Regions from separate parts of the Zea mays genome. Here region 2 is linked to region 1. The links are chromatin contacts, called in public Hi-C maps. All regions are on one chromosome and are shown on one strand. The core of a region is the stretch at or near the end of the contact, and the rest is flanking DNA. Distances in the headings are between cores, read along the strand shown. Region 1 holds the start of LOC103649017 (cytochrome b-c1 complex subunit 7). Region 2 holds the start of LOC100216821.

What was found. A called contact is a pair of places that touch in the nucleus more often than the background predicts.
Region 2: a Hi-C map of leaf shows a contact between it and region 1, with 7 times the contacts expected there. The contact joins the promoter of LOC100216821 here to the promoter of LOC103649017 in region 1. A contact is called at or near these places in 7 of 25 Hi-C or Micro-C datasets (bundle sheath, ear, endosperm and 2 more) and 1 of 3 datasets of contacts at active chromatin or transcription factors (leaf).

The regions. Positions count from the first base shown.
Region 1 is chr2:159,004,309-159,007,008 of Zm-B73-REFERENCE-NAM-5.0, reverse strand. LOC103649017 (cytochrome b-c1 complex subunit 7) reads left to right here and starts at 1,399. Exons shown (of 4, transcript XM_008673370.4): 1 at 1,399-1,661; 2 at 1,794-1,951. The coding sequence starts at 1,565.
Region 2 is chr2:159,161,595-159,164,294 of Zm-B73-REFERENCE-NAM-5.0, reverse strand. LOC100216821 reads right to left here and starts at 1,339. Exons shown (of 11, transcript NM_001143217.1): 1 at 1,074-1,339; 2 at 937-965. The coding sequence starts at 1,128.

The DNA.
Region 1 (2,700 bases), core at 150-2,649:
AGGCGGGGGTCCAGAGCCGACACGTGTCCGGATCATATCGCATATGCCTCTGCTCCCCGCTCAGGCGGAGACCCGATGCTGCCACGTGGCCAGCTGCACGTGACGTAAGCCAACGGGCGCAGCCTGAAGTAAGGTCTCTGGGCCGCGCGTCCTCCGCATTTATTGCGGATGAGGCACACCGCCTGTCAAACTAGCATGTGATGTGTCGCCTCAGCATTTAATGAGCCCTGTCCACTCCGCTGGCAGGCGATGTGCCGCCTCAGCATTTAATGTGCCCTGTCCACTCCACTGTGCTCATCATCACTCGTACGTTGCCAGGGAAGCTTCCGCTGCACGCCAATGCTACGCAGACCGCGGATATTAGAGCGCAAGGAGATTGCACTGGCGACTAGGATTAGTTGCTCCAAGCATTACGTCTGTTATGTTCCTGGGCCCGCATGTCGGGGCTCATCACTCATGTACGTGCCCCTTGAGCTATTAAAGGGGAGGCACGCAACAATACAATGAAGCTCACTCAGACACACTTAGACTCTCAGACTCACAAGTTCATACAAGCTCACAAGCTCAATACATCACACAATAGAGTAGGGTATTACGCTCCGGCGGCCCGAACCACTCTAAACCCTTGTGTGTTCTTGTGTTCGTTCATCGCTTAGTAGACAGGCAAAACGCTTAGGCCCCTCCTTATCTTAGGATTTAGGGCGGGTGCGTTCCGCCACCCGGCCGGAGAATTTCCTCTCCGACAGACCCAAATAGCCCAAAATGCCTTAATATGCCAGACCGACCCATATACATACAACAGTAATACAAAGACAAAAAGTATAAAATATATATGACCAAAATAAAACTAAGATGTTTTGTGGATGCACATTACCCTTTGGTCGAAAAGAAAAAAAATATTACAATTAGCTTAGAAATAATATTCAGTTCTCTGTTCAGTGTTTAATTGAGTACTATACAACCATACAGAATACATATATAATGACCATCATCACTATTTACTATACCCATCTAGGTATTGGTTTTCGAAGGTCTATTGAAGCTCTAGACTCTCCAAATTATGCTGGTAATGTAGGTTTTGACGGGCCTTAGTTAAATACTAAGTCTATATTTATTGGGCCTCGATGAGCCTTAGTTAAATGGGTCGTGCCAGACCAGCCTATGGGCTTGACTTGAGGCCCACGCACGACCCACATATTGGGCCGTGCCGACCCAGACCCACAATTAGGTTGGATCGTGCCAGATCTATGCCGTGCCAGAAATTGTGTGCTTTGGGCCGGCGTATTAGGCACAGCACAAATGTACACCTATATAATCCGTATGAAACGGAGTTCCGAGCACGAGGCACACTGTTCTGTGCTTGCTAAAATGGGCCGGCCGTCGGCCTGGTCCTGGCCCACTTATGCCCATCCTCCCGATGCTTCTCCGTCCCCAAAAAATCTCTACTACGGCCCTACCTGCTCTACTCAAAACTACCTAAACCAAGCACAAGCACCAAACACTCAAACAGACAGGAAGCCCGCCGAACATCACAAGGCTGCGAACCTCCTAGAAGCTCGAGGAGATGCTCTCCAAGCTGTCGGCGTGGTTCGTGAACCCGCGGAGGAATCCGCTCGCGCGTCTCCACCGGAACGCCGTCGCCTCCCGCCTCCGCAAATACGGTCCGTTCCCTCCTCTTCCGCGCGCCCGCACTGTGCCTAGGATTTGGTGACGATCGAATCAGCCGGCAGCGGCTGCCTGCTAGCGAGGTTCGCCGGCGGTCCTGATCGGTTTCCTTGCTGTCGTCGGCGCAGGGCTCAGGTATGACGACCTCTACGACCCGTACCACGACCTAGACATCAAGGAGGCGCTGGCGCGGCTGCCGCGGGAGGTGGTGGACGCCCGTAACCAGCGCCTCAAGCGGGCCATGGACCTCTCCATGAAGCACCAGTACCTACCCGACGACGTCCAGGTCAGGATTCATGCTTGTTCCTCCCTCTGTAATTTGTATTTGTTATTATATACGAATTGGGGAAGAAACCGAATTTAGTTTTAGACAATTCCATTCATGTGGTGGTTCGGTTCGGTTGCCATATTGAGTTTAGGTGGATGAGTATAATTTGATGAGCAAATATTGAATGATTATATTGAGGTTCTGTTTGGAAGAAACTCAGGTTTTAAGAAACCAGTTTTTATTTTTACCTATCTTCTAGTGTGTGTGGGTTCGTGCGGAATTGTAAGAGGTTTTCTCCTTTTTATCTTATCTTTTCTTCTTAATATAATGATACGTAGTTCTCATGTGTTTTCGGAAAATAAAGTTTTTATTTTTAGCTAGGAGGGGCTAGCTTCTTGGTTTTTAAGAAACTGTGAATCCAATTTTTATAAATTGAGGCATAAGCTGGTATGTTTGGAACCACCTCATGTAGTACTAGTATAGTAGTGTGGTGGATGTTTTCTAGCTAAGTCTCAGAAAGTGCTGGTCGCTGATCCTGGTAGTGGCATGAGTGTGGCCCGAAAGCATCCTATCCAAGTGCACCGTCCGAACGCCCGTGTATGTGGACCGGACCGGATGTAAGTAGTGGTGGTGTGGCGCCTGCGTGCGTGGATGGGAGCTGGGCTTCACAGCTGGCTTGTATGGAGATACATATACTCTGTCTTGTAGAAGAGGAGGGTATGCATAATGAGAATTATCAACAGAACTCCTCTCATTCCTTTTCTCTG
Region 2 (2,700 bases), core at 90-2,589, 160 kb before region 1:
AGTCTAGACGGCCTCCTAGCCGGCAGCCAAGACCAGAATTAGTTGCGAGTCAAACATGAGGAGGAGTATTTGGGCTCCAAATGGTGAACTGGGAACAGCACATGACATCGACACCACAACTTGTACCAAAATTGCAGTTGCAGTGAGGACCCAACCAGAGTACTACTTTCATCTATATACCTCGTGACATATCGAAACAAATATCTCAGTATGCAACCCAAACAAAAAAGGAAAAGTTCATTTTCGAAATCATAAAGGTGTTTCTAAAAGCACCAAATTGATTATTCCAAAAACACTCAGACACAGAACAAGTTTATTAAGCTTTACGGCAACAAAAAGACGTTCTTTACAGAACCAAGTTGAGAGCTCAAAATCACTTCAATCCACAACACAAGAAAGTCGAGGGAAAAGGCCAAAATTCTACCTCTGCCGAAAATTCGAAATAATGAGCACAGACAAAAAGTATACTCGAGCACAAGCCGTAAAATGAGCTTCTCTCATGAAAAGAATCAAAACAAGAAGTCTAAGATCCAAATTTGATGTACGCCAGACCAAATAACAGAAATAAGTAGCGGGGGCAGGAAACGAAAGAAATTAAAGCATGCTCAATTTTCAATTCGATGGAAATTCCAACGAGATCGGCAGTAAAAGGTCAGCGAAATTGAGCTCTGGACATAATGAAAACCAAAGATCTAAGCCCTACGCAGCTAACAGGGCAACAGACTAACTCGCAGTTCTTCAGATTTTTTTATGTTGAAGCGCTCAGCAGCACCCCAAGTCCACAAAAAATGCGAGAACTAAAGCAAAACTCGACTTTGAAAAACATGCGCAAAATCTGCCGGGGTATTCGTTCAGAAAACAACCAGAACCAAATCAATCACAAAACGGCAGATATCCAACAGGAACAGCCGAACAGCGAGCGGAGCAGATCGACACCTGGAATGTGCTCTTTAGCGGCTCCTCTACTGCAAGAAAGAAATTGCTGCAGTTCAGTGGCCAAGAAGAAGAAAAAAGGCGAATCTTTTCCTGGTTCTTTGCAAAGAAGAGGAGGAGCACAAGAGAAGAAGACTCACGCTGCTCCATGAGCGCCGAGAACTGCTTGATTGCCTCCTCGGAGGTGGCCGCCATTGCCCTCAACAGGGTACTTGGGGTCAAAAGCCGGGTCTTTCCTGCCTTTTCCAGCTCTCCGTTCCTCTCCTCCTTTCTCCCTATGTTTCTCGCCCTCTTGTTTTGTTCTTGTGCGCTTCGTCGCCAGTCGCCACACCACCAAACCGTGTGGTACAGTGATGTTTGTGGGGCTCAGCTCCGGTGGTTCGCCGGCGATCCTAAGGTTCGGGCCTTCGGGACCTACAGAGTGGTGAGGGGTCCCGTCTCTTAAAAAGGATCAGGCGAGCTTAGTTTTTTTCTCTCTTTTCTTCTGTATCTCTATCGGGTTTTATTTTGAGAGAGGTTATTCCACCAGGTATTTATGTTGTTTATTTATTTACGTTGACATTTATAGCAGCGCGGAGTTCTACTCCAACTCGAGAGATCAACCGGTCACTAGATATGACCAAACGAGCCGTCCGGTTCAGGCTGGTGAAACTTGGCCCGTTTAGGACATAGGCCGATAGACATGTCTATCAAATCGGATCAGGCCTTAATGACTCGGGGACTTTAGATCACTAGCACGGTGTGAGCCTAAACGTGTCGGGTTTGTATAGCTAGCCTGACCTAGAAACAGGACCGTGTCGACCCAAGCTCGTTTTACATATGTGCACAACTAAATTAGCACAACAGGTTGGACGGAACCATGAGCGTTGAGGTGTCGTTGCCTCGTGGAGGCGTCGCGACGGCGGATCCCGACCAGTGATCTGGTTGTGGCTTGTCGTCGGTGGAGCTGTTTGGTGGTGGTGGCGGTGACTTCCTCCCCTTTTCCCCTCGGCGGTTTCTAGGTTCAGGTGATCTCCTTCCTCCTGCTTCCCTGCCCTCTGGTCTTCTCAATTCCACCTAAATGGACCTAGCAAAATTGGATTTTCGGCCGGGGATCGTCTTCGAGGATTCTCTCAGGCTCTGTCTGGCCTCTTCGGTTTATCCAGCTCGTCCGAGCCTTCCCTCGACTTTCTGGTTGGTGATTTCATTTGGTAGATGCATTTTCAAGCTGAACTCAGATTTTGTTGGCTACCTTCTCCAAGCTGCCCTGGGAGGATTTACGACAGGCTTTGAGGTTCATCAGCTTTCTGATCGGGTTTTCTGTTTTTCGTTTTCCTCTAAGGCTGTGGATTTTCATATCTACAATTCAAAGTGTATTGATCGTGTGGAATTCAGAGCCTTTTTCAATCTTTGGAATCATGGTGGCCCTAATTGGATTCATGAGTACAAGAAATTTATTGGTGAAGAGAATGCTTCCTGGTTGACTATTCGGGGCAAGAAGAGTATATATTACGCAGATATTGTTAAGCTCCCTCTCTCTGGTGCTAATGCGGTCCCGATTCTCAACAAAAAGGAGATCTCTTGCGGTGTTGGGCATCCGGATCAGGCTAGAATTTCTGCGTTCAGACGCCTAGGATCTTCTCTTAGTAATTCAGAATTTCAGGGCTCGTGGTATTCGTCTTCTCCGCGGAGGTTAGGACCTCGGGGACTTCGGATTCCGTCGATTGCGAAGATCAAGCCAATTCCCATGAATGTTCCTCGCCGGGGGGCGTCTTCCTCGGTGATTTA